6 separate regions of the Mus musculus genome follow, and regions 2, 3, 4, 5 and 6 are each linked to region 1. The links are chromatin contacts, called in public Hi-C and HiChIP or PLAC-seq maps. All regions are on one chromosome and are shown on one strand. The core of a region is the stretch at or near the end of the contact, and the rest is flanking DNA. Distances in the headings are between cores, read along the strand shown.

Evidence for each region. HiChIP or PLAC-seq counts read pairs in DNA pulled down with a chosen protein or histone mark. A called contact is a pair of places that touch in the nucleus more often than the background predicts.
Region 2: a Hi-C map of the N1E-115 cell line shows a contact between it and region 1, with 12 times the contacts expected there. The contact joins two enhancer-like sites. A contact is called at or near these places in 21 of 484 Hi-C or Micro-C datasets (the AML12 cell line, the N1E-115 cell line, adipose-derived mesenchymal stem cells and 11 more) and 1 of 115 datasets of contacts at active chromatin or transcription factors (astrocytes).
Region 3: a contact with region 1 is called in a Hi-C map of the C2C12 cell line, with 4 times the contacts expected there. The contact joins two enhancer-like sites. A contact is called at or near these places in 2 of 484 Hi-C or Micro-C datasets (the C2C12 cell line and cerebral cortex) and 3 of 115 datasets of contacts at active chromatin or transcription factors (acute myeloid leukemia, embryonic stem cells and large pre-B cells).
Region 4: a contact with region 1 is called in a Hi-C map of cerebellar granule neurons, with 2.6 times the contacts expected there. The contact joins two enhancer-like sites. A contact is called at or near these places in 1 of 484 Hi-C or Micro-C datasets (cerebellar granule neurons) and 2 of 115 datasets of contacts at active chromatin or transcription factors (acute myeloid leukemia and large pre-B cells).
Region 5: a contact with region 1 is called in a RAD21 HiChIP or PLAC-seq map of pro-B cells, with 24 times the contacts expected there. The contact joins two enhancer-like sites. A contact is called at or near these places in 1 of 15 datasets of contacts at CTCF or cohesin (pro-B cells) and 1 of 115 datasets of contacts at active chromatin or transcription factors (large pre-B cells).
Region 6: an H3K27ac HiChIP or PLAC-seq map of VIP interneurons shows a contact between it and region 1, with 7 times the contacts expected there. The contact joins two enhancer-like sites. A contact is called at or near these places in 1 of 484 Hi-C or Micro-C datasets (cerebral cortex) and 2 of 115 datasets of contacts at active chromatin or transcription factors (VIP interneurons and acute myeloid leukemia).

What each region holds. Positions count from the first base shown.
Region 1 is chr10:15,298,496-15,303,035 of GRCm38.p6, reverse strand. No RefSeq gene overlaps it. Among named protein-coding and RNA genes, the nearest start is that of Gm23892, 320 kb to the right of the region's middle. Within about 2 kb of position 2,740, at least 70 of the 459 cell types and tissues checked have an H3K27ac peak or open chromatin away from gene starts, as enhancers often do. A contact at or near this core is called in the C2C12 cell line, the N1E-115 cell line, VIP interneurons and 3 more, where this site is marked.
Region 2 is chr10:17,858,830-17,863,369 of GRCm38.p6, reverse strand. No RefSeq gene overlaps it. Among named protein-coding and RNA genes, the nearest start is that of Gm20655, 25 kb to the right of the region's middle. Within about 2 kb of position 2,084, at least 35 of the 459 cell types and tissues checked have an H3K27ac peak or open chromatin away from gene starts, as enhancers often do. A contact at or near this core is called in the N1E-115 cell line and muscle stem cells, where this site is marked.
Region 3 is chr10:17,557,841-17,562,380 of GRCm38.p6, reverse strand. All of the region lies in intron 3 of Gm32543 (a long non-coding RNA gene), which reads left to right. Among named protein-coding and RNA genes, the nearest start is that of Gm32656, 100 kb to the left of the region's middle. Within about 2 kb of position 1,945, at least 69 of the 459 cell types and tissues checked have an H3K27ac peak or open chromatin away from gene starts, as enhancers often do. A contact at or near this core is called in the C2C12 cell line, where this site is marked.
Region 4 is chr10:17,520,549-17,525,088 of GRCm38.p6, reverse strand. The region is part of intron 3 of Gm32543 (a long non-coding RNA gene); the gene reads left to right. Among named protein-coding and RNA genes, the nearest start is that of Gm32656, 140 kb to the left of the region's middle. Within about 2 kb of position 2,693, at least 119 of the 459 cell types and tissues checked have an H3K27ac peak or open chromatin away from gene starts, as enhancers often do. A contact at or near this core is called in cerebellar granule neurons, where this site is marked.
Region 5 is chr10:17,483,018-17,487,557 of GRCm38.p6, reverse strand. No RefSeq gene overlaps it. Among named protein-coding and RNA genes, the nearest start is that of Gm32656, 170 kb to the left of the region's middle. Within about 2 kb of position 2,152, at least 89 of the 459 cell types and tissues checked have an H3K27ac peak or open chromatin away from gene starts, as enhancers often do. A contact at or near this core is called in pro-B cells, where this site is marked.
Region 6 is chr10:17,329,095-17,333,634 of GRCm38.p6, reverse strand. No RefSeq gene overlaps it. Among named protein-coding and RNA genes, the nearest start is that of Gm20125, 240 kb to the right of the region's middle. Within about 2 kb of position 1,919, at least 98 of the 459 cell types and tissues checked have an H3K27ac peak or open chromatin away from gene starts, as enhancers often do. A contact at or near this core is called in VIP interneurons, where this site is marked.

The sequences.
Region 1 (4,540 bases), core at 1,491-3,990:
TTATAATTTTTAACATAAAATTTATTATACTCTTGTAGCCAGAGGGTCATCATAAAAATTAAGACAAAACAAAACTGACCAGTTCTTTAAAAGGAAACAGGTAAGCTATTTTGCAGTAACTAACTGGGTTTACCATTTGTATTATCTGAGAATCTAAATGGTCTGTTCATATTTCTATAAAAAGGAGAGAAAACAGAATGGTTAAAAGTGGAAAAGGTAGAATTATTAAAGGATGACAAGGCCAGAGAGCAATTGGGATATTTATGCAACACTATTAAAAATGTTAGCCTATGTACTCAATTCATGCTTTCATGTATCAAAACATAAAGCGTACATGTTATTCAGTATGCCCTTCAGGATATTTTTGTACGTGAATATATACAAAATTTAGAAAGAACACTTATAAAGTATGCTCACAACATCCCTGCTATTACTCTTAGCAAATTGAAATGAGTTCAAAAACGGAATAAATAGTGTGCAGCAAGAATCACTCAATATAATGCAATTCGGGATCCTTAAGGAGCAAGCTACAGTTATAAGCAACAATAGAATTCATGTGACCTGTGCATAAAAATGGAACATGAGGGAAATAAGAACAAAGTCTCCATATTATAAGATAATAGAAAAAAAGAGAGAGAAGATGCTAGGAGACCGGGAGACCATCAAAACATCCCTGAACCCACTTAAAAAGTCAATAAGTCTTGTGTATCCTACATCCAAAATGACAGCCTATGCTGTTTCTAGCTCTGCATCACAGACTTGTTTAAAATGTGCTCAGAGCTTTAAAAGCACTGAAGACAGTATTCACTTCTCACTGATCAACATGTTTTCTTTTCTAAAATCCAACTTGACATTACATTGTAAAACAAAAAAAAAAAAATGAAAATGTAGAGATGATACATTTTCACAAAGAAATAATAGTTTTTAATGAAATGTCTTCTCCTTAGTTCACCTTGTCTATGTAACTATTTTTACTCTTTGGTTATCTGCCACTCTGTCCACAACTCTGATTAGCTGGCAATGATATTTCAGGATAAGATTGTACCTGATCACTGAGATATGTGATCAAGCATCAGCCCAGTGTCTTTGTAAATTATAATTTGTTGACTGTTTTCTGCCCCTACTCTCTTCAATAGCAGAACATCTGTTTGTCTCCTATCTACCTCATATCTATCAGCAAATGGAGCTGTTGGAATAATCAATTGGAAAAGGAAACTACAGTTTTCTGATTCCACCTTAAAACCACACTTCAAGATGCTTCTCTTAGATCTGTTCATCACTTGCTTCTTACTCGACTCTCCATCAGTCCCCTTTCATTTTTTTCCTTTTTATAATATTGAGCCATGCAGAGGACATCATTTACAGAACAGAGAATTCAGTCATATAACATATTGAATATAGATTTAATGTGACTGTCTGTGATTCTGGAGACAAATCTATGAACACAGAACAGCACACAGATTCAGGCATCATCTCACATGCAGTACAGATAGCAGCGTGTACAGGCATGAGGTACTGACAAATAGGCAGAAGAAATTTGGGGGTAGCACCGACACTAACAACTGGGCAATGCTGGGGAATTATCTTAGAATCATATCTGAAAACCCAGAAATTATCTGGGGAATCTCAGTTTGTCAGAGACACAGCTTTGTGCTCACCTCATCTTCTCATTGACCATTATACAGTGTGTGCCTTTTCTTTACTTTTTTCTTTTCTTTTTTTTTTTTTTTTTTAATTATGTCACCAACTGCCCTTCCTCTGTCTTTGAGTTTGGAACTACCTGTGACACAATCTGTAATCTAAAGGAACAACACTGCATTCAGCTAGATACTCTCAAACTATAGAGAATCTAGAATCAGGAAACATTTCTACCTAGCGTATGTCTAACTTAAACCCTATTTTCCCCTATTTTCTTAAAGGCAAAAACAAAGAACAGAAGCCGACCTTGCACACATTCAATGCTATGGTCAACGGCTGGGGCTGGGTAAAGGATACATTTTCCCTGTGATTGTTCACATTTTCTGCTGTTCCTCATGTAAGTGAACACAGCAGCCAGATGCTTTTGGGGGACACCACTCCATGGTGGCCTGCTGCAGTTTTAATGCTAGAGCTAGATTCATGTGCTGAGGTCTTTCTGTCCTCCCCAGAGCCACCAAGACAAGAGCAGGAGGTTTCAACTTTCACCTTCAGCAGCTCTTCCTCCTTGGCACACTCGCCAGGAAAGGGAAGTCTGTGTGGGGGTGTGGAGCTTTTCCTCAGATTAACATGTTTCTGGCTGCTGACAAAATTAGATAAATAAATAAATAAATAAATAAATAAATAAATAAATAAATAAATGAAACATCATCAAAGAAAATAGCTTTATTGCACGGATCATCAATAAAGGGAATGGATTTTTGAACACCAGCAAGCCCACCCCTTTGGGCTTCAGAAGTCACCTCTTCCTTACATAAAGCATTCATTACCTTACCTCTGAAAATGATTTCTGACGATAACCCGGATATGAAAATTAGGAACCAGCCAGAAAGCATTTCCTCTCCTGTGTGGTGCCAGTTGCCCCCTCTGCGTCTTCTCATTTATCCTGGCAGTGGTTTGTCTCTTTGCCTTTAAAAGTTAAGTCCACCTTCATCGCACACTGTAGAAAGAAGTGAAATTAAACTGCAGTGTGTTCTAGAGGAGAAAATCTACTTTATTCATCTCTCAGCCCTACTTTAACTTACACTGACCTAATTACAGCCCACACCAGGAGAGGCTGAGTTAGCAGAAGGAGCGCTTCTGCCACCTAGTGGTCAGTTCTCTGAACTGTGAGCTGAGACCTGACCTTTTTTTTTTTTTTTTACTTTATTTTTGAAAGGTCTGGCACAGAAGTGCAAATGACCTTCTCTGGTATCTGCATGAATGCTAACGATCAGCCTCCTCCCCACCCCCCACCACCACTCAGCTTCTTCGGAAGGTCTAAGGCGTAATGTTTTTCTAAACAACTTCATCTAGAGAAAGTTGAATTAATGCCTCCTCCGATGTACGGTAGCTTTAGAAGCATTTTATTAAGACTGTATTATATGACATTTCATGAAGATGAAATTGAAAATCATAATGCAAATATTAATACTACTGAAAGCAACATTTGATATACTATGTGTTGAACTGAATACTTAAAGGTCTTACAATCCTCCTCACTAAATCAATTACCCTCCCTCCCAGCAACCACACAGTTTTGCTAGCTGAATGATTTCTCTGAAGCTCCAGGCTTGTTGGTTTGCTTCTGGGAGTGGTAGTAGACGTTTAAGAATGCTTCGTGTTCTCTCTCTCTCTCTCTCTCTCTCTCTCTCTCTCTCTCTCTCTCTCTCTTCTGGCTTCATTAACGAGTTATTGATTCGTAACTTGAAAGAAAAACTTGGATGAAAAATGTAGCCAGCCTGAATCACCGATGCTAATTAAGACCCGAGGAGGAAAGGGGATAAAAAGGCACTCATGTGCCCAGGCACCAGGGTAGGCAGGCTCCTCCTCTGTCCATTAAGGCAGATATGTGCTGCTCAGCCTGGCCTTCCTTCCCATGCATAAAACAAAGGAAATGTCTGGGTGCAGAGGGCAGTTAATACAGGGATCAGGATGTGAACAATAAGAATCACAAACAATCATTTCAATAAAGTTTTCAGTGTGATATGTTCACTTGCAGTGGTTTAATGTATTATGACCTTTTTAATGTCAAATCTATGGATTAGTATAATATTACATCTAAAAATGGGGGGAAATGTTTCATTATTATTCAATTATTCATAAGAACTCCTTAAATCCCTACTGTTTAACGAGAACCTATTTAGACCCTGCTTATACCTATAAAGTAAGTATGATTAAATGTTTGATATAAATGTTTCACAAAAACTCACACTATGGGACTAGAGAGATGGTCTCACAGTTAAGAGCACCTGCTGCTCTTCTAGAGGTCTGGAGTTCTGTTCCTAGAAGCTATAGAAGGCTGCTATTTACTGACTCTGTAATTTCAGCTCCAGGAGGCTTCTTCTGGTCTCCACAGGCACCTACATACATAATCATATACATATACATACATATATGAATAAAAGTAAAACCTTTACAAATAAAATAACTTGTTATATTCTAAACAATGTGATTACTTATTCATCATTACTTAGCGAGTAAAGTTAGAGCCTCTCCACTAAGCACCTGGCTTTCATGACTGCAAAGGAGAAAGCCAACGTACCTCGACTCAATGTGACCTTTGTCAGCTCTCACCAACATGTCACCTGAAGTAAGAAAGAATGAGTGTGTACTTCAGTCTGGAAAACACAACCCATCTTCACGTCTTCTATATCTTCGTGCAGACCCTCTCTATTTTTGACCCAGGTGATTTCACTAGTTAGGTCAACCTACTTCCACGGTGCATCCAACTTAGACAGATTCATCTCTTCCACTGTTGTCTGGTGCATGAAGTCGAACTCAAAACCTTCCAAGTTTGTGCAGCAGAACTCATGTCTCCTTACAGATGCCATTCCCACACCCAGACTGGTTTGGATTATTACAT
Region 2 (4,540 bases), core at 835-3,334, 2.6 Mb before region 1:
CTTTTAAGGAGAATTATCCTCCTCCTAGGACGGGTCGCTCCCTGATTGGCTGCAGCCCATTGGCCGAGTTGTCGTCATGGGGAAGGCAGAGCACATGTTGTGGAGAACTACTCTGGCACATGCGCAGATTATTTGTTTACTACTTAGAACACAGGATGTCAGCGCCATCTTGTAATGGCGAATGTGAGGGTGGCTCCCCACAACAACTGTATCAAAAATAAAGTATATTTTCCAGAAATAGAAAATGTTCCTTCAAGTTAAAAAGAAGCACACTGCCCTGCAGGTGATGAAGGGACAGACCTTGAAGTGCATGCCAGTGACAGGATCTCTATATGGCCAGACATAAAACCAACCTCACTAGTCGAGGGAAAGGCAAATTGAAACTGCAGTGAGCATTATTCCATCTGTCCAAAGTCTAAGATAAATGCAAAAGATGGCATCAAATGCTGGGGAAGACAGGAAGCAACTGGCATTCTTGCACACTAATATCTGGACAGATTGACATAATTTCCTTGGGAAACTGCTATCATCTATTGTAGTTGCAGAGAGACCTTCTGTAGCCCATTGACTCCCTTTCTTTGGAAACAGCTTAAATAGTTGTTGTAATGAATTTAAACATCAATAATGGATAAATAATGGATAAATTGTGGCATAGATTTGTATGTGACAATGAAAATGAACAAACTACTCCTGTAAGACAAAATATAGGTGACTATTTTATATATATATATATATATATATATATATATATATATATATATATATATACATACATATATATGTGTGTGTGTGTGTGTGTGTGTGTGTGTGTGTGTGTTAGCAAAAGAGGTCAGACACAAAATGCTTTTACAAAACATAAAACACACCTACTACCACACACATGCATATATAGGCAAAGAAAGCATTCATGAAGGAGAGTTCCTCTGGAGAAGAGGAAGAGAAACCTGAGATGCTAGGTGGATCTTTTACTGCTCCCACTATCATCCCCCCACTACAATCCCCCCACATCCTTATCCTCTGCAAGATCAGCAAGTGCTCTTAACCACTGAACCATCTCTCCACCCTTTTGAGTTGAGTTTTTAAGAACATCTTCTGTGGGAATTCTGCAGCTGCCACTGTCTCTGAGTGAAATACCTTATCAGGTGTTCTGCTGTAGTATTTTAGCCCTGAGACAGAACTGAGAGTAGCAGAGGGGCTCTATGATTGACAGTCCCATTCACACTGAAGGGAACCTGGGCAAAAAACTTCCTTTGAGGATGGGATGCAGATACCATATGTGTACTGTGTGCTAAGTAATTTTCAATTTTGCATACCAGAGACTTGGTCAAATTGTCCACTTCTTGAATAAACTACAACTGGACAAGCAATAGAGAGAAAACCTAACTCTCACCAACACTCTATGTCATTACCAATATTTGCCATCATCCTCGATGATATTAGATGTTATCAACATTTGAAATTTCTTTAGCCTAATGAACAAAAGTGATAGTATCTGGCGCCTTTTACTCATTTATATTTCTTCTACACTTTGTCCTATGTGGCAGAGATCTTACAAATGGTATTGAGGGCACCTGCAAACATGATGGTCTCTGTTAAGAAGGCAGCTTTACCACTGGCGTTATTTAGGATTGAAGTAAAGAAAAATAAGCAGTCAGCCTGGTAGTCTGTTTTACTAACGCTTTCACTGTCTACAGACAACACATCTCCTGTGCGTGGATCCACTGTCTGCACGCTTTCCTCTGACTGGTTTGCTTTGTTTAACACTCGGTAATATTTCTATGTGCATTCTGGACACTGATGTTTTCTCAATCTTTGTTATTGTATTTTCATTTTGTTTATTGTTTATTTAGATTTTCTCCCCATATCTCTAGAAGATAATCAATTCCTTGAATGGCGGGCTAGAGACATTGCTTTAAATTACTCCCTGATTGAGTTAGAAGATTCTTATATCCGTCCCTTAATAATGTCAGAGAAGCAGCCAGATCCAGCTGTGAAAGTACAGCCAGTCAATACTAGATATTTTTAGGAGATGAATTGTATCACAGCAAAAAATCTCCCCACAGAAAGAATGAGTCACGAAGATGACAGATTGCTGGTACGATTTGCAATAAACTCTGGCTTGCCACTTTCTGACTCACTGATTAAAGCATAAATGGATTAAAACCATTTCTCTTTGGCTTTTAGTTTAGGGAAACATTGTTACTATTCAGTGTTACTATTCAGGGGTTTGGTTATAACTGCAGGGTAGTGAGGCAGAGAGATTGAAGAGACTGTAATTTGGACTTTAACACTGTCACTAGGGTAAGAGACTGTAACCAAGGCTGAGCTTCTCTCTCCCCAAGGAAGACAGACATGAAGATAGCTTGCTTGCCAGAAGCCCCCTGCTCCTTGCTCCAGCTGTAGGTCTCTGTGAGGAATGGCATAGAGAATTTCTCAAGACATACTCTGTGCCTTCCTGGGGACGAGAGCTGTGCATCTGTGGTAGTTGTCACTGTGGGCTTGTGGCATGTGCAATGATGTAACAAACAGCTCCACCGTACTTGTGGCCTCACCCATCTGCCTGTTTGTTCAGAAGGTAGATAGCCAACAACACAAGAAAGAAAAGCAACCAAACCAAACAAACCCAGTAAGCTTTGTGAAGCTGTAAGCCAAGGAGGATTTATTGAGCAAATCAAAGGGCAGCAAGATGTGATCCTCTGAAAACAACCCATTAACCACAGGATCCAAATCACACCTTCAAAGGTGAGCTTTCAGTCCCCCTCCCCAACACATATTCATGTCCACACACACACATACACACTCACACATATACTCTGACACACACACACACACACACACACACACACACACACACACACTCACAGACACACTGTATACAAAAGTATAGCTATACATACTTATATAAATGTTAATTTTTATGCATATATAGGGCCACATCTGGCCACAAACATTCATGAACAACTACATGCATACTTGCACAGAACTACACATATGCAGCAGCACATATGATACACACTCATGCATAGACTTATACACACACAAAAAATAGTCACGTACTCTTAGAGAGCATTCATTTTCAGGAGAGTGCTCTCTACTTGGAGATTTGGGGATTCCATTTGTAACAAAAGTGTTTTAAAAGTTTATCTTTCCTGTACTGGGGCATATAAAGTTTGCGTGTCCAATGGGCCTCTCTTTCCAGTGATGGCCGACTAGGCCGTCTTTTGATACATATGCAGCTAGAGTCAAGAGCTCTGGGGTACTGGTTAGTTCATAATGTTGTTCCACCTATAGGGTTGCAGATCCCTTTAGCTCCTTGGGTACTTTCTCTAGCTCCTCCATTGGGAGCCCTGTGATCCATCCATTAGCTGACTGTGAGCATCCACTTCTGTGTTTGCTAGGCCCCGGCATAGTCTCACAAGAGACAGCTACATCTGGGTCCTTTCGATAAAATCTTGCCAGGGCCAAAAAGGTTGGAGAGGGTGGGTAGGGGAGTGGGGGTGGGTGGCTATGGGGGACTTTTGGTATAGCATTGGAAATGTAAATGAGCTAAATACCTAATAAAAAAATGGAAAAGAAAAAAAAAGGAAAAAAAAAGAAAATTCTATGTTAAATACAAAAAAAAAAAAGTTTATCTTTGTGTTGCTTCATTGCTGAACACTCTAAAGATTGGCTAGTCTTCAAGTCCTTCCTTTTGTACTAAGCTTGCAAGGCAAGTGGCCTTGCAAGGCCTGAAATATTTCCTTTAGTCTTGTTTCTGCTCTCACCACAGTGCTGGCACAGAACCTCATGTGTAGGAGAACCTTGATCTATGTTGGAAAATTCTTACATTTTTCTCTTGTCTGGGTCTTAAAATTAAAAGGTTTGGGATTTCTTGTCTCCTTTTCCTTGTCTGGCCTATGATAGATGTGCCAAAGCCCTGCCTCTATCTCTTAGAGGGAAACACTCTTCAAGAGACTAGGAAACTTGACCCATTTCCATGTTCTTGAAGATTTTATCAGAAATACCCAGTTCCTCAAAGATCACCAGTGCAAACACATTAGTCAACGGTTGCTGTGTACAGACACCTGAGATGTTAAAGGAAGGGAGACTTGCTTAGCCATAGTTTCAGAGGTGTCAGTCCATCACAGCCAGGTAGGATGATAGAAGGACTCATATCATGGTGACCAGGAATCAGGCAGAAAGACAATGCCTTCGCTGCCTTGCCTTCTGTCTTTTCACTTCTTATTTCTTCCAGGCCTCTGACCTCTAAAATAGTGCCACAGGTGTTTAGGGCTTCTTCCTGCTTTAGTTAATTCTCCCTGAAAAGGCTGCCCCAGTCTCAGCCAGGCGTGCTTCACTTACCCACTCGATGTGTCTCCACTTAGTCAAGATGACAGGCAAGATTAGCCATCACAAACCCTCCGCTTTACAAAGGAAGCTTGATATAAAGGTATTTCTTCAAACCTTAACACCAAGGTTCTCATTTTTTGGATAAATAAACCAATTGAGTAACTATTGTTTCTGAGCTAAGTTTGTGTGGTGTATTTCTTTTTTTTTTTTC
Region 3 (4,540 bases), core at 696-3,195, 2.3 Mb before region 1:
TGTGTGTGGGGGTGTAGAGACAAGAGACAAAAGTCGATGAACATTCAGTTATTTCTAACAGTGAAGACAATCTGGGGGAGGACTATTTCTGAGCACTCAGAGATGGCCCCACTAGAGGTTTCTCAGGGATATGCAAGGCTCCTGCGAGATAAACAAGAGATGACTTTGAGATGTTTGTTCATTGGACAAGGACAACCCAGACTAGGTTCTAATCTGTTCCATCTCTCTGCTACCCCAGTGAGCCCTGATAGCAGAAGACAGGAGGCCTGCATTTGTGTTTAACTTTTAAAGTAGGACAAAGAGCAGCGAATTCATCCGGTCTCAGCCTGGGGGTCGAGGTTGGCCCTTTGGCAGTCTTGTATCAGCTATCCTGCAGGACAGAGATTTACATTATGATTCACAATAGTAGCAAAACTACATTTATGAAATAGCAATGAAAATAATTTTATGGTTCTATCAGAGTGGTCCTGGGGATTCCAAACTTTTAGGTGCCATAAAAATACCAATGTTTAGTAATGATTTACTGGTTTTTAGAGGCAAGTTACTTCTAGGCTGCTGAGGCTGGAGCTGAGAGAAAGCAGGGAGTACCGGGATGGCTTCAGGGGCCCTTCGCGTTGCCTCTTCATTGGTTTTTAAGTAAGCCACGAGCACAGTCAAATGAATGCTCTTCCTTTTGAATGAGCTTGGCCTCTGTCACGGGGGCTCTTCCGTCTTTTCCTGTTAGTACTCAATTTATCTTCATCAAGTCCCAAGCAGGAAGGTCCAGATGTTATGACTCTTTGTTTTACAGTTTTATCATTTACAGGAAATTCAGACACAGGAAAATAGTGAGGAATTCAACCCAGAAGGACAGGGCCCATCTATAGTTGGGGCCCAAAGGAGCAGGAAGCCCTAGCTCACGGTGTCTCTATATAGGAAAGGGTTGAGACTATAGTGCAGTATCCCTTCAGGTAATTTTTGTTTGTCCTTTTTTTTTTCAGATCCCTGTAATATATTAGTTCACTGTCTGTGTAAATCTCAAAACTTGCACCTGACGTTGTTATAGATCTGGATGGAAAATATCTAACAATTGAGAAAAAGCAGCCTGGGATTTTCAATGGCCAGATTAGATTTCAGGATGCTCAACATGTCACACACACATGTACACAGACAGACACACACGCCTGCACACACACATAGACACACACACACATACACAGACAGACAGACACAGAGATACACACACACATGCCTACACACACACATGCCTGCACACACACATATACACACATATTCACATATGCACACACATATACAGACACACACACAGACATACACAGAGATACACACACACACACACACATATGAACACACACACATACACATACACACAGACACACACACATGCCTGCATACACATATACAAATATGCACACACATATACAGAGATACACACATATGCACACAGACACACACAGATACACACACACTCACAGACACACACATATACACACACATACACAGACACACATGCCTGAACACACACATATATACACACACACAGACATACACATATGCATACACATACACAGACACACATGCATACACAGAGAGATACATGCATACACACACACACACACACACACACACAGAGGACACACCATGTCTTGTATTTCACTCTGTTTCAGTCTCTGTGTGGATTGGGGAAAATGACAAGTTTGGTTTCCTTCAAGTCTAACTCAAATGTGCTCAAGTAAAAACATCAAAAACATGGTACACAAACAAGGGTGAGGCCCACAGCCGGAGTTAAGAGATCTTCTTTACAGGCACAGAGGCTGAAAAAGCATCAGCATTCGCACAGCCTATCATTTAGTGAGCAGAGATCTCCTTTCTGCTCCCTTAAACTCTCAACTCTTGGCCGCAGCCTCCCTAAAGACTCACTGGATCTTGCACAGCTGCTAAGGGACAATGTAAGTTGTCTAACAGTGAGCCAAAGTGAGCATCAAAATGGAGTTAAGGAACTTCAAGGAGGAAGCTTTCTGTTTGGTTTGTTTCTCTTATTTTGAAAGGCAGACCCACCAACCTAATGGAGACATTTTGCCATTCTTTCTAATCACCCTCTTTCTTTCTGAATCTGCGTTTTCCTGGAGGGTAGATAATCTCTGGCGCTGTGCTCACTGGCTCAGCTCAGCTGAGCTCTGTTCCCTGGAGTCTTGCTAACTGTATAAACTTTCAGTTCCTCAAGTCTAATGCTGGCTCACCCAGGAAAGAAAAAAAAAAAAAAAAAGCAAATTGAACAATTAAATTCAAGCTGTAGCTTCCGTCATGACTCAAGAACAGAAAAATGTTTTTAAGAGCCAGCAGTACATAAAGTACCATTAATAACCCAGAATTTATGATTTCCCATTGGGGGCCCCAAACAACATCATTTTGCCCAACTCTATTATGATACTGGATTGGAAAAGTTTCTCAAAAGTAACCATTTGATCCACTCTTCACCCAAGGCCGAGAATTTTGAGAAATTCTTTTATAAAAACGAAAGAAGCTGGAACCCTCTTTCTTTTATTCTTGTCTTTTCCATGCCCACCCCTTGCCTCTTTTCCTTGGCTTAGCTGCCCGGTTGCTGTGTCAGCATGCTGAGATCTGTGCAACACTCCCACCTCAGGAATTTGAAGCCTGGTGCTGAGTCTTTTTATTTCTTTGAGTTCAAGCTATGGATTTTTGTATTCAGAAAGTCTTAGAGGCTTATGCTATAGGCCCAGATTTTCATTCTTTGGCTGCATGGATAAATTAGGCCATTTTGGGAAAGTCCTTTGCAATCACATTACAGGGGCCGCTTGACTAGAATATCCCTGAAAACATTAAGGATGGTTTCTTACAATATACTGAGAAAAGTCCATGCTAGCCCCCCTCCCCTAGTGTGATGTTTCTAATGGAGTAAATAGTTGGACGATGGTTAGAAAGTCATAGAATAATTGATTTGAACACTCCAAGTAAATATTTCTCAGGGCAAGCTCACACTTTTAATTTCCTAAGAAGAGGGCTCCATTTTCCTTTCTGCCTAGAAATCATTTCCAAAATTGTATATGCAGTCAGAGCTTCAGAAACCACTGCTGGGTCTTGGGGGATGCAAGTTCGTGGGTTAGTTGTCCTAGAGCTTAGATAAAATAGAATGTAAGTAAGAATTATATACAAAATAAACCTTTTTCTCTGTTGGGATTAATGACTGTAGTTAATTTAAATGCTCAATTGGAATAGGAAACTACCATGGAGACTACATCATTTATTTATTTATTTATTTATTTATTTATTTATTTATTTATTAAGCTGCTCCTATATATTCTTTTCACAGCCCCACACTGCAAACAACATTGTCCCCATTACACAGGCAAAGAAACGGTGGCCTGGACAATATGATAAATGCAGACACTGCGGCAGTAGTCATTCTAGGAAGGTAGGTGTGACTCTGTACCTATCCTCTCATCTGATGTAACATGTTGCCTCTGTGGGCAGATGAGTGAGGACACTCCTTTGATATCCATGCCATGTGTGTTTCCTTTCCATGCCGAGAAATGGCTCCTCTAGTGGTCTGAAGGTGTGGAGAGGCATTCATTGCCCTAGACTCAAGCATCTGGTAGGGAATTCTGATGATGGACTTCTTGGAGATGTCTGAAGGCTAAGGGAGGGTTTGAAGGGGCCACTTTGACAATTCGGCCAATGGCAAACTGTCTGACTTGAGAGGAAGAGCAGACACATCCTGGCATTGTTGTGGCAGGCAGAGTGAAGCAGGCAGAAACACCCTGGGACTTTCAATGTGTGGTTTCTCCTCATGCTGCTGAGAGTTCAAAACTTCAGAAAACTGTCAAGATGGCTTGAGGCAGGTTCTAGACACCTGTGCCCTTACAAAATGGAAAGACCCATTTTCAAGGATTCATCATTTCCCTTCAGAGCTCCTGGTTCTGCGGTGGGACTTATTCTCCCCTCAGGCATTATGGGTATTCATTCTCCCTCACTGGAGTTCCTTCTGGTAAGCGGTCACTAAGAAAGAGTCTAGTCAATAATTTCGCCATTTACAGCAGTGAGTTTACTGAAGGACTCTCAGGAATCAAGCGAAGCTACCATATGAGGATGAGGCTGCAGAGGCAAGGGAAGTTTCTTTGTGCTCCTTGATGTATAGGACCCAGGGAGTGCCTATTCACAGCCTGATGGGGAAGGATGCTCCTCAGGGGAGGGGGAAAGACTGACTGAGATGATGAAAGATGACATCAGAGTGTATCTCCAGAAAAAAACAGATCAACACAATAGGGAGTTCCCTGGCTGCCACCTTTCAAATCACACAACAACAGGTGTACATTTAAATGAAAATTGATGGGGGTGTTGGTAGGGATGGGTTGCTATCACTAGGAATATTTTCTTTCCCATATCTGGGTTCTCAGCCTCTTAGTGCTAGAACAAAGTTATGCTTTTAACTATTGCTTCTTGATCAAAGATCTTTTCCAAAGAACATCGTAAACACTAGTAATTTAAATGCTGTTAGCCTAGGGAGTACAACCTCCAAAGG
Region 4 (4,540 bases), core at 1,444-3,943, 2.2 Mb before region 1:
TAGAATTTTAACATTTGTTGTTAAGAAGTAAAGTGTCCTTATATATCCTAGGCTGGCCCTGAACCAGAAATTTTCCTGAGTGCTGGGATTTCAGGTGTGAGCCACCAGGCTTGGTACAGAATGAAAAATATTAAGTCATTGTGAACTATTAATCCTTTAACGGTTCACTACTGACTACCTACCTCTGTTTGCCCCTTTTCCAGTCCTCCAGCCCACATTTTACTATAATTAAACTCTTATCTTTTGCCAGGTAGTGGTGGTGCATGCCTTCATCCCCAGCCCTCTGAGGCAGAGGCAGGCAGGCCCTAAGTTCAAGGCCAAGGTGATTATTCCAGGAGGATGGCCAAGGATTCACAGAGAAACCATCTTGGAAAACAACCAGTCCAAAAAAAAAAAAAAAAAAAAAAAAAAACAAAAACAAAAAAACCAAAAAAAACCAACCAAACAAACAAACAAACAAAAAAACCAAACAAACCTCATACCTTTGCTGCTCACAGTGAAGGAATATTTTAAAGTTGTGTCTTCCCAACCCTTAGCCTTATTTCATTAGGAGTATGAAGGAACTAAAAATGCTACTTCTCAGCAAATCCTATTGTGTATTTACTATAAGTTGGATGCTCACAGCCCTGGGGTAGAATAGGAAAGAGAGACAAGCCTATGTCTTGATGTCTCATACAGCTGATAGTGGTACTAAGCCCTCAGAACTTCCTATAATGATAGAAAAGATCTCTGGTCATTACAGTATGCACTAGCACTTGAAAAATGTGGCATTGAAGAAAAAAAAACCTATTTTTTTCTTATTATTTTATTAATGAATTAAAAATAGCTACAGGAGGCCACTGAATTGAAAAGTCCCATCGGGAGAAGGATGCAGGAGGAGATAGGCTTAATGAGATATAAAGGAAGATAAACAGAGAGGGCTGGGCTAAAAATAACCAAATAGAGCAGATGGGAGGACTCGTGGGGAGAGGAAGAGAATGAACCAGAGGGGACTGGGATCTCAGCAGGATGCCAGTGGGGGAGGGGAAAATTAGAACAAAGTATAATGACATATTATATATATGAGTTATATATAATATATGAAAATTCGACAATGAAACCCATTAGTTTGTATGCTAACTTTAAAAATTAATAATTTTTTTTTATTGCAGCAATGAAAGAGCAAAACCAACTAGTGACATATTTTGGAACTAAGGAAAAAGTTAGACTCGAGATTAATGTCATGTTAACATATGGAAAATGTGGGAGACATGACATTTATACAGTCTTCTAGGGAAATAAGTTTAAATGTGTTAACAAAGCTAAAAGTCACCCTCAGAGGATGACTGGTCATTTTTGTGGCTCTTGTCAAGCCTTACAGATGCCGTCCCCCTCTAGAAAGACTATGAAGCCCACAAGGACCACAAGGATTTTGGAAGCATCAAGCGACCCTGACTCTACCCACATGCTGGCAATCTTTATTTATGGAGCTTCTCAACAGGAAGGAAGTTGAGCTTTTAAGGACAAATGGATCTTGCAAGGTTTTAAAGCTCCATCAAAGAAATGCAGTCTAAAATGTTCCATTCTACCAGGAAGAACGTCACCCATGACACAAAGTTGGAACAAGGCTGCCCTTGGATTGCGTGCCGGTGAAGACCTTCGTTGTTCCTTCTGGGTCATCACACACTTAGCTTAGAGCACACTCAGAGTCGTGGGTTCAAGGACCACGGAGAGCAAGTTTTCTTCACCAAGGCTAGTGCTCTCCAGACCTTCTGTAGCTGCTGAGCTGGAAGCCACCTTCTTTCTAGATTCTTCAGAGTCACTGTACTCGAGAAGAAGCCAAAGTAATGACAAGTGAAGGAAGAAGAAAGAAGGCCTGTGAAGCACTGGTGAGCATCATAGGCCTTTAAGGGCTGGCTCGGAGCTCCTGCCCGGGATCTCAGAGCACAGGCAGCTCTGTGCAGGAGCTTGACTGGCCACTTTATATGTTACTTTGTTGAATTCAAAAGGAATAGAAAAGTTCAATGAAGTCCTTGTTGATGCATTTGTCCAAAGAAACATTCGGCCAGGTGGATTTTAATTTCATGTTGACTGTAGTATTGTTTTAGCCGTGCTCCCTGTGGCTGTGGCTGCTCTAGTAGTATCCCTTTCCTGGAAGGCTGCCTTCAAACACTCCATTATTATAACATTTCGTTTGCTTGTTTTTGATTGGTTTGGTTTGATTTTTTTTTTTGAGACAGGGGTTTTCTGTGAGCTCTGGAACTCACTGTGTAGATCAGGCCATAAACTCAGAGATCTGCTTGCCTCTGCCTCCCAAGTGCTGGGATTAAAGGTATGTGCCACCACGCTTTATCATAATTGTATCATCTTAACTCTAATTCAGCCTACTGGGTTGATTCAAAGGCATATTTTCTTTTCCTTTTAAGTATGCTAAAATTAAAGTACTGCCTTTTTATGCCTTTTATATTGTTGATAACCAGGACCAAATACAAGAACACTTCTTTTTTTTTCTCATAAGTTTTTACATTCTGATTTCAGAATTTCATATATTCAAAGCTTGCCCTTCAAGTTTCCATAGGGAGAAAGGCTCTTCTGGAAGGCTTGAGGAAAACACTGGAATTTGGCCAGTAAGGTCAGGCTGGGTTACAGGCCTCTGTGGGGCCAAAGTCCAAAGCAACAAGCAAGAGGAAAGCACTCCTTGCAAGCTGCTTCTTCTTCTTCCTCTTTTTTTTTTTTTTTTTTTTTTTAAAAAACTTCCCCTTTCAGAGTCATTAGAGCACTTGTGTGTGTGTGTTTTATTATTTCAGCAACTCCTTCTACAGGGATGTGTTCTCTTCATGCACAGAAGCCCTGTTCAAACATTACCAAGAAGACTGATAAGAAGAAAAAGCATCCACTGATGAGTTCTCAGAAAGAAAGCATTAGATTTAACGACAGGGCAATACTGCTATGATTACTCGGCCCAGCTGACAGCGAGGTTGCCAGGCAGCACTTGTTCTGCCAAGAACGGCGGGAGAATGAGGCAACCATGTGGTTTGTATTACCAGGGTTTTTTTTTCCCCCACTAAAGTTTTTCAAGGTTCAGAAAGCGAACGTCACCCCCAATGATAATTCAGTTTGGAACAGCTACATTTTCTAATGCTGCGTTCAGCGACTGTGGATGTGTTTGCATCCTCATATGTGTGCTCACATTTTCACAATGAGGATGAGATAAAGTACAGCATCTCTCAAGACCCCACTGGATGCAAATAGCCAACCTCCAGGCCAAATTCTGCGCTTTCAAAAAAGAAAGAGAAAGATTAAAAACCTCCCTTGCATTTCCCAGGCTTCTACTTACAGCCTTTAAGAAGACAGCACAGAAAAAAGAAGCCAAAGCCAAGTTCAGCGCAGCTCTCGTCTACGTACTTGGTCCAGCCAACTTTAGAGTTGGAGTTGATTAAAAAGAAAAGTCATAATTTACCACAAACTAATCAGTCTGTGTAAAAACCATAAAATTAAAATGTTTTCATTGTTTTTTATTTTTTTTGTCATCTGATTTTTTTTCCACTTACAAGAGGTTGACAAATCTAAAATTATCCAGATTTTGGAATAATCTTGGGTCTTCTTGGAAATACTATTCTCAGGAAGTCAGAAATACTAAATTTCAACAAATGATTAAATTCTTAAGCAAATTTGCAGTCATACAGTTGGTGGATCTGCATTGATTTTAGTAAAATTCCTTGTGAATTAAGTCCCTTCTTCACAGAAATGCATATACCTCTGACCCTGTCTACTTTGTCAACCTTCCTACCATGCTGATCTCATGCAACTCTAAAAGAAACAGAGTTTTAAGAAGTCATTTTCTTCAAAACTGCTGGAGTTTAGATGTCCTTATTGCCTTATTAGTTTTATGGCTTCTGGAAGATCTACTATGATTGCCCCTGGAAAGTAGGCCCTTTTCCCAGAGGATATAAGGGGACGAAAGAATCCATAGCTGCGGCAGTCATACATTTCTGCCAAGACTTTTAAACAAAGAAGAAAAACTCTATTTGTCAGTCAGAATGATCTGGTCTAAGCAAAAATGAGGGCCTGTTTAGAGAGATTCCATCAAGAATAGTCATTTGGACTCCAAAAATATGCTTCAGAAAACACTAAATTAGTTTTGTCAAAATATAACCTTTGTCCTCAAAACAATGTTATTCTACATAGCATCTGTCTGTCTGCCCATCCATTACCCCAACCCTTTCACTGAGGCATTCAGCAAGAATTATTGAATTTTTACCGTGTTCTAGGCATCATACTGGACTGTGGAACTAGAGATTGGGGGGAAAAAAGACACAGCTATATTCACAAGGCCAGTGTCCTAGAGAGGAGACAAAATGGTCCTAAGAGAGGAAACAGACTTGAATAAATTGTTACAATCAAATAAAACAGCCACTGTAATGGCTGGGAAGAGAGAACACGTGGGAGACTGGATATAAGAGGATTTTGTCCAGGATCCTACTTGGAGCTCAGCAGACGACAGCTTTTTCTGTCCAAATGCCTCTTAAAATTCATGGAAGACTTACTGTCTGAGATCCAT
Region 5 (4,540 bases), core at 903-3,402, 2.2 Mb before region 1:
ACCTTGGAATCTGGGTAAAAGACGCACAGACAGCTTCGTTTCTTTATAACTTTCCTACTTGTCACAATTGCTGAGTGCAGATATCTCCCACCTAGAAAAGCTGCCCTTACCAATTTATTATTTTGTTTCTCCTCCCTCCCTAAACTTAGTGGCTTGTTTCACTTAGCCCCCGCCAAACATTCTTGGCCACCTGTCTGTAGTGGAGGCCACAGGCCCTAGTTCCCCCCATGGCTTTACATGAGTGCTGCATCTTTTTTCCTCCAAAGCATGGCAGAAAAGCCGCTCTCCTTCCTTTGAATCTCTCTTTTCCTCCTGGAGCCGGGTAGTCCCACCTGTACACTCTGCCCAGCAATTGCCCTCCCACCCCCATCCCCCACCCCCGATTCTATATTGACAAATCAAGAACCAACTCTGGAAATGGGGTTAGCATCAGAATCTCTCCTTACAGTATTCCTTAGTACTTCTCATATTCCAGGAAAGAGACCTATTATAGAAGAATGGAGGTTGCTTTGGGCATCTTGAAATCATGGCTACTACAACACTCAATGCATCCGTTTGTCATTTGTCAGAATGAGACAAGTCTCACGTAATGCACATAAAGTACCACAAGTATATAGAGCAGAATCAGAACTTTTCTCTAGGATGGTATGTGTCTACCATATAGTTTAATCAATATTTGATACTCTATTGGGAATCTATATATGCTGATAGCACAATAATTCACTGAGCAGCATTAATCTGTATAAACTTTACATGTTGAAAACAGTTTGGTCCTCAAATCTGATAGTTTGCCAATTTTCTGAGCAGGGGAAATGGACTCCAGGAGGCAATATAAGTATATGCACAGAGTACATACGGGTATATATACGTCTAGTTATTTTGTGCTATTCAGAGGAGAGAAGCCAGAAGAGTTTTGCAGTAAAATACAATCGGAACAGGGAATTAGGCACAAGTTGCCTGTAGTGTGTCCACATTTTTCTTATTTATCAGGGTCCTTGCAGGAGAACATTTACATGTGCTATTGACTCCCCAATCAGCGTATTTCTGTGAATGAGATGGTGCACTTTCGTAAGTACTGCCCTGGTAACCTGCAAATGATGAAGATCGATTCAGACTGGAAGTTCAATACCCTGTTGGGATGGAAGTAACTTCTAGGGTCTAACAGGCAATCTAATTATGTCCACTGAAAGAGCTTCTGTGGATTTACCTGAGAAGAAGAAAAACAAAAGATCTGCTTCCTGGTTATGTAACAGCTTCATTTGAAGCAACTTCAGAACTCTCCGGAGAGTTCTATTTAGAGATGTTCCCATTCCTGTTTCACAAATGGTAACAAGCCGAGGTGTTCTGAAGGAAATTGACTTGCCCGAAGTCTTAGGAAATCAGTTGAAGCACAGGAAAGTTACTACAACATCCCCCCAAAGTCCTTAAATGTCTAAAATCAGACAACCAAGCTAGGTAGAAATTTTAACATGATATTGCAGTTCTAATCCTGATACCCACTTATTGTACTTTATTAGTAGTGCTGCCATTTTCTTTTCAGAATTCTCCAATACTATCATTTTAAAAACCTCTAATAGAACTCCTAAATATTCTATAAGGCAACTGAGTCACTGTAGATTCAGAGAAGCTATGTTTGAAGGTTTTAAGCTTAAACATTCTTTTTTTTCTTAATTGTTAAGTATAAAATTGAATTATTTGAGCAAAGTGATTTTGTGATTCTTTCAATCCCATGTAGGAAGTATTATATTATGTAGTTCCTCTGAACTTCTTAGGAAGGGATGTTTAAGACACCGTTACTTCTTATCTGAAGTCCAGTTCTAAGAACTCCAGAACCCTTGAGCCCTGCTCACCACACTGTTACCAGTAAAGAAGAAGTCAGAGGATGCCAGATATAGCTAAAGGAAGTGAAGGGCAAACCCCATAACACTGTCACAGTATGGTTTAAGCTCCAGTGAAGAAGAAACAAAAGTTGAATCCTGTTAAGGAAGGAAGAATAAGGAAGAGTGGAGAGAATGTCCAAACGATCCAGGAGAAACTGGGAACAAGTGTGTGCCGTGCTTGCTCTGATGGTGCTGGCTAGTTCCCACTGGGATATCACCTATGTAGACATCCATGTAGACATTTAGGAATGATGATCGTATTACACATGGATTTAACAGCAATGTAGTCCAAAAACTGACCACATATCACACGGATGCTGGAGGCCTATGAGATAAGCCTCTAAACTGTGCATTTTCATGATTTTTTTTCAATAAATTGCTATCAAAGTAGAACAGTTTGGAAATTTTCTGACATTAAGTAGGAAAACATAGAACATTTTGAAATGGTGAATTTTAAATTAGGAAACAACAGTGAAGTATCTAGAGGGACAGAGTATACCAAAGGAAACCCACAAACCGCAAGCTAAGACGTTGTTACCCTGTGGACTCACCAAGACAAAATACTTCCCCCTCAACTAGAGCTGCTTTTAGCTCGGTACTAAATACCCACTGTACTAAAAATGTAGCTGCTCTGTTTTTCCAGCTTTTGTTTTTCTTCCTTGTCTGCTGCAGACTCATGTGAGAAATGAGAACTAAATATTTCCCGGATTACTGAGAACCAGAGGTTAGAATCTCCTGAAGACAAGTTTCCAAAACACATGGCTTTGCTGCTTTTTGATGCTATCATATAAATATAATGAAACTCAAATCAAGCAAGGATGTCCTGCTTTGGAACTTTAAATGCATACATGAGAAATATTAACTGTTAATATTGTGATTTTGCTAGAAGCATTAGAACTGGCTGCCTTACACCAGTTCTATTATTATTGTTATTATTATCATCATTATTATTAGTTCCATCACTAGTCATTGGCTAGCTGCTAACTTACAGCTTGTGACATAGCCCTCATTCCATTTTGACTGAATATTTACTTTATTTTATGTGTATGTGTGTGTGCACCTTACATATGTGGGAGTCTATCAAGATCAGAGAAAGACTGGATTCTTCTGAAACTGGTATAACAGACAGTTGTGAACTCTCATTTGGCCATCGAGACCTAAACCTGGGTCCTCTGTAGTAAGAGCGGTAACTGTTCTTAATCTCTTAGCCAACTCTAGCACCCATGCCAAGCTCACAATGCTCTCATTGGATAACCAGCAGCCAGAAAATAGCTGTTGCATTTAGTCATATGCTACATAGAGAATGGTTGAATGAATAAAGTAAGAAATTTACTTTGTCTTGACAGTTCTAGAAACAGTGTCTTGGAGTGAATAATAATCTAATAGCAAGGTTCTGTTTTCTGTATGTTCTAGAACGTGGTCATTAGGTATTGCCTTTAGAAGTCTGTGAAATTTTCAGGGAGGAGATGTTTACTCTATTTGAACATTGACATAAGTGTATGGCCTACACTAGCTAATTGTATTCTTTGTGTGTATACTGTTTACAGGATTTGTGAAATCAAATCAAATAAAATGTATTATCATATCTAAGGAGGGAAAGCACACATGTTGTAGATGGTGCTAGTGATGCCTGTATTTTGATGTTAATTCCACTTTCCTAGGAGGGGTTGTCTGGAGGAAGGAATGAGTCACATACTCAGGTGATCTCGTGAACCTTCCCCTGAATGAATGAAAGGACCAATCACTGGGTGAGTAGGCGGGACTTCCAGGTTAGATAGAGGAAGAGAGGAAGTAGGAGAGAGTTAGGGGCTTTTGGACTGGGATAGCATGAGGACAAGATGGAGCTGCTAGTGTCTCACGGTTTCAATGGCAGATCTACCAGGATTTGCCACCAGAGGACTTAGATTTAATATGACTTACAAGATTAGGATTCTAGTTCTTGCACCCAGTGATTGAGTTACCATTGCTTCTGAACTGAGTTTGTGTTGTGTTTTCCTTCATGTGGCAGTTTGGCTGAGTTCCAGAGAGAAGGGTACGGAGGCAAAGTGTGGGTTTGCCAGATGTGTACCACAAATGGCCATGGGCGTTTTGTAGTTTGGGGCTGGCGAGGTAGTGACCTGCCAGTGGGAACTTAGTGAGCTGGAGAGATTTCCGGAGCTCTGGGCCAGAGAATCTGCTGAGATGAGAATACCCTGCTGATGCCATGTGGACTGACGTAGCTCAGAATATTGCAGTTCTTTTTTTTAAATATTTCCCACAGCACACAAGTCCAAGTGTTGGTCAGCCGTGAAAACATTGAAAGAGAGAGAGACATAGACAGAGTTGAATGCAACTTTCCAATGTCTGTTTCTCTGTCCATACATCCAAGTCCCCTGAAGTCCTTTATGGAGGAGACAGTTCAGCTGATAGAACACTTCCCTAGGTAGGATAGAGCTAGATATCTCAACTTGGGGCAATGACTCATTTGTCTCCTTAGCTTTTATTATTTCTCATTTCCAGACCACCAAGCATTCACTGAATTGCTATTTGGCACATATAAAGGTGTGCTTTCCATCAGAAATGTACTAGTACTTTGACCTCAAGGCCCTTTAGTCCCCATGATGGTCATTGCCCTTCACATGTAATAAACTGCCATCAGGTTTATATATCTATTCCATGAG
Region 6 (4,540 bases), core at 670-3,169, 2.0 Mb before region 1:
GTACAATGAACTTCTTTGAGAAGAAGGTGCACTGGGACACTGATATAATGACTTGGTGAATTTCCAGATGAGGAGGCTCAAAACATCTTGGTTTTATTGTCTAGAGATTAGCATCTAACACTCTCTCTCTCTCTCTCTCTCTCTCTCTCTCTCTCTCTCTCTCTCTCTCTCTCTCTCTCTCTCTCTCCCCCTATGTCCTTCCCTCTTTTCTTCTCCCCATCTCTTTCTCTATCTCTGCATATTCAAATTCTCCTGAAAGCCAATGTCATATGCAATGGAGTTTGGCAATTCTGCTTCCACATTCATATCTGAATCCTTTTGGCATCTGGCACACTGAGGTTAGGTTGCTGTTGAAACACAGCATATAGAATCTGTGTGCTTTTAAAGGCTGTCAAATAAGCTTTAATACCTAACCTTCATTGTTGCTGCCACAGTCCCCACTCAGCCCTGCCCGGGAGCACAAGGCCACATTCCTGGTGTTCGTGGTGAAACTAGCATGAACTGAAACATAAGCCCTCCTCTCCATCATGTCTCTTGGCAAGATATTAGTAAAACCTCAGTGGTATTCATTCATTCACTCTTCAAGCCAACAGTTGGGAGGCTTATACTCAAGGGAGACGTATGTTCAGAAGTGGTCTTTTGAAAACCTAGCGATGTTCAGGTATAAGTTACACTTGGAAACCCTCTTATGTGACTTAATAGACAGTGAATATTAGGGTGTGTAGGGGGCAGAAGACAAGAGATCTGCATTGTTTCTCTTAATTTTTCCTTCTTTTGTTATCACAGTAGTATCAAGAAGACAGTGGCTTTATTTGACCTCTCCCCCAAGGGAGTAGTAACTATAATGGGTTTAATTAACTATGTGGTATTGACGTAATTAGTTATCATGGTGATTATACTTCTTTAATAAAAGCACTTCATTTGGGATGCATCAGGGTTCCGGCAGCGGCCAAGCCCTTCACCTATATTTCATAACTGTCTAGACACTGGAACCGTGTGCATATTTTACTAGCAGCCCTTGAGAGAGGTTATCTTGCATGGCTTAAGGTAATTGGGAAGTAATGATTTTGCCCCCTGCTTTCAGACTGGCTTGAGGCAAAGAGCAGAGAGGCTGTGGGGGAGGGGCGGGCCCTCATTTTGTGTAAACTGAAAGGCAGGGGGGAAGGGCTGGGTTTTTGGAAACCACAAGCTCTTAGGAATTGTTTCTTTTCAAGCTAGCTATCAGAGAAACAGTAACACCAGGGGGAGTTTGGTGGTGGTGATGGTGGTTGTGGTGGGGGGTTTAATCTATGGGTGGAATGCATAAATCTATTTAAATAAATGTACACCGTGTATGGAGACATAGGCTTGCATTAACAGGAATTCTGGCTGTCCAGTCTATGAACAAACAGCACAATTGGTCTGAATAGTAGATGGCTGCTTAAATTTGGTCAGCAGGTGACTGGCAGTGTCCCTTTCACCACAGCTCAGTGGACAATGAAGTCAGATGCTATGTAAAAAAATAGGGCAGTGAGAAAAGAAGACACACAGAATTCAAATGATTACCATATGAAAATGTCAATAATAATATCATGAGACCCCCCAAAGAGGAAAAGAACAAAAGCCAAAAAGATTATGGAGCTGTGCAGAGAAAGGGCCACAGGGACCACAGTGCCTGAAGCCCCTTCCCTACTTTTTTTTTTCTCTGATCAAACTTGGGTAATGGACTGGGAGGGGGAAGGGCAGCGGAAGGGTGGTGAGCAGGGAGGAGGGGTTAGGGACCGAGCCGAAATAGACACAGATAGCACTGAGAAATAATAGGTGTGCACACAGACTCTTGCAGAGAGAAACGTCATTTCTTTTTCTGTCTCCTCTCCCTGACTCTCCTTCTTTATTCAAACTGCTTTCTCCTGCCACCTCCCCCTGCAGCGCTGAGCAGCGTCCCCTCTGTGCCTCTCCCTGCCTGGAGATACATACTGAAATCACTGCAGGCAGTTTGACTGCTTCATGTAGCCCGGGAAGTTTTGCTGTGGGTCTTCTCAGAGCCAAAACCAGAAAGATGCACTTCTAAAAAATAACCCAACGGATCTGAAAGAAGCGTTTCTGCGGAGGTACCTGCCAGTAAGACTTGTTCCTCTGCCACAAGGGGTGCTGGGCAAAAAACCTCGATCCCTCATTAAATCAATAAAATCTTCTGCTCTATAATCGAGTATCAGGGAGAGGGGCCCAGGCTGTTTTATCTCATTGTTTCAGAACAGATCATTTGGATGGAGCTGACAAAAGGTTCATTCTTTACCTTTGTGGAAATGTCAGTAAAAAGGCAGGTGCTAGGCATTTGGACTCTTTTGCTCTATACAAGAAGAAAAAGAAAGGAGAGAAAAAAAAAAAAAAGAAGAAGTGAGGGAGGGGAGAACTGGGGGAGGGGAGGGGAGGGGCTGTGACAGGCCAGCTCCATGTACTGGAGCTTTCTAAGACATTTTGTTTAGCTTGGTACTGTGTGGCAGTGAGGAAAGAGGTGGGATCTATTGTGTGCCAGCTGCATGAATCACCGGATTGAAGGCTAACAGCCTCAGATCTTCTTTTATACAGTAGAGGGGAGATTAAAGCAGGGAGCTCATATGTCACAAAATAGAGGTACAATGCCTTTCTGGCTTGTTCTGTGCACTCAGCCAGCATTTGATCCAAATTTAGCCAGGGGGAAGGAAATGTGTATTGCTATCAACTGAGGACTAGACAAATGTTGGGCTGTAATACCCAAATTTTCTTCACTCCTTCCAAAATGTCACCTCTCCTTTATCAGTCTCACTGTAATAGAGCCTATATATAGCCACAGATGAACTGGAAATAAACACCCAGACCCTGGCTAAATTATTCTACCCCTGCTTCTTCCTACTCTGTGTAATTGATCCACAGCAGAGGGAATTTTTGTGGCTGGGTCTTAACAACCTCATTTGTTTAGCACGTATTTGTCCAGTGCTATAGGACCTACATTCTAGCAGCTAAAAGGGACATGCAAGGAGTCCACTGTATATTTTTCTCCTCTCTTCAAGCTTGGATTTTATTAAGGAGATGAAAGCAATATAGACACACCCCCTCTATACATACTCTTGGGAGCCAAAGCAATAAAAACAAGGGGGCACATCAAAACATGAAACCAGGGAAGTGCTCAGAGAATCAGGGAAAACAAACTCAGGACACATGTATAGTTATACTGTCATCCCTATGTTATAGTAAAGGAAGCCAAAATCAGAGACAGAAAGAACTTGCCCAGAGTCACACAGCTAATGAGGCAACACAGTTAAACTTATAGCTACATCTATAATCCACTGACAAAGAGATTGAAAAAGCCAGCGACCTGGCCCTCTCTCCTCCTCTCTTGCTCAGTGAGTACATCTGTCCCCAAGGAAGCTTCCAGGCCCTCGTCTGTTTCTAATCCCATTGGATGGGTAGTCCCTCTTTCTTTTGATTATTTCCCTCAAAGAAACTTTATGTTCAAATCAGAAATATCACCGTGTCTCGGAGACTTCTCCTTGACAGCTTGTCTAAGGCTAAATAAGTCACAAGTTGTGGACATGAGTAACAGTCTCTTGTTTGAGGCCCAGTCCAGCTCCCTCTGCCTTTCTCACTAGTAACTCAGATCTTTTTCATCACCCCAAGGATATATGAATTCTGAACTGGATCCCTCTCAGATTCTGGTGTAAACTTTAGCCCTTCTACTGGACACCTGTGTGAACTGAACCCGCTTTAAAGGGAATGTTTGGAAACCCTCTGCCTACAGTTCTCAATACTGGATTATTCTTTAGAAAATAGGCTGATTTCAAGTAGATGAAACTGGAATAAAACTAATATTAGATAATTTGTGTACATGCGTAGGCTCACAGACACGTGTGCATACACACAAACAGGAAGACAGACAGACAGACAGACAGACACATACACATACACATATCTAGAGAGAGAGAAGGAGAGAGAGGTTATGTTTGAGACAGGGTTTCACTTTATAACTCACAATGGCCTCTATTTAGTGATCTTCTGTTCTCTGCCTTTTGAGTACTACAGATTTTAGGTATGTGCCATCACATGCTACTCTCAATTTGGATAACTTCTGAGCCGTGCCTTCTCAAGCTTTTATCCACTTTATAATTGTCTCATTATTATGCTATCTGAATTGTTTGTCTGTGCTTACTTTGAGTCATATGTGAGATATATCTGTACAGATTTTGAAAATACTTTCACTCAATCCATAATCCATTTTTTCTCTTATTGGCAGTATATTTGAAGAAGCCTGTTTTTCTCTATGAAAATTGTACCTATTGCAAGATAATATCATTTTTTTCTTCCAGAAGTAATGTAATTTTAGCTCTTAAATTTGGGCTAATATTATTCTTGTGAGTTGACTTCTCTATATGATGTAGATTAATAACTGAATGTGTGTGTGTGTGTGTGTGCGTGCGCGCATGTGCGCAAATGCTCACACGTTACACTGTCATTTGTTACAGAGTCTTTCTTTTGCACACTGATTTCCTTTAACACTTTTTAAAAAAAATCAACTGATCATATA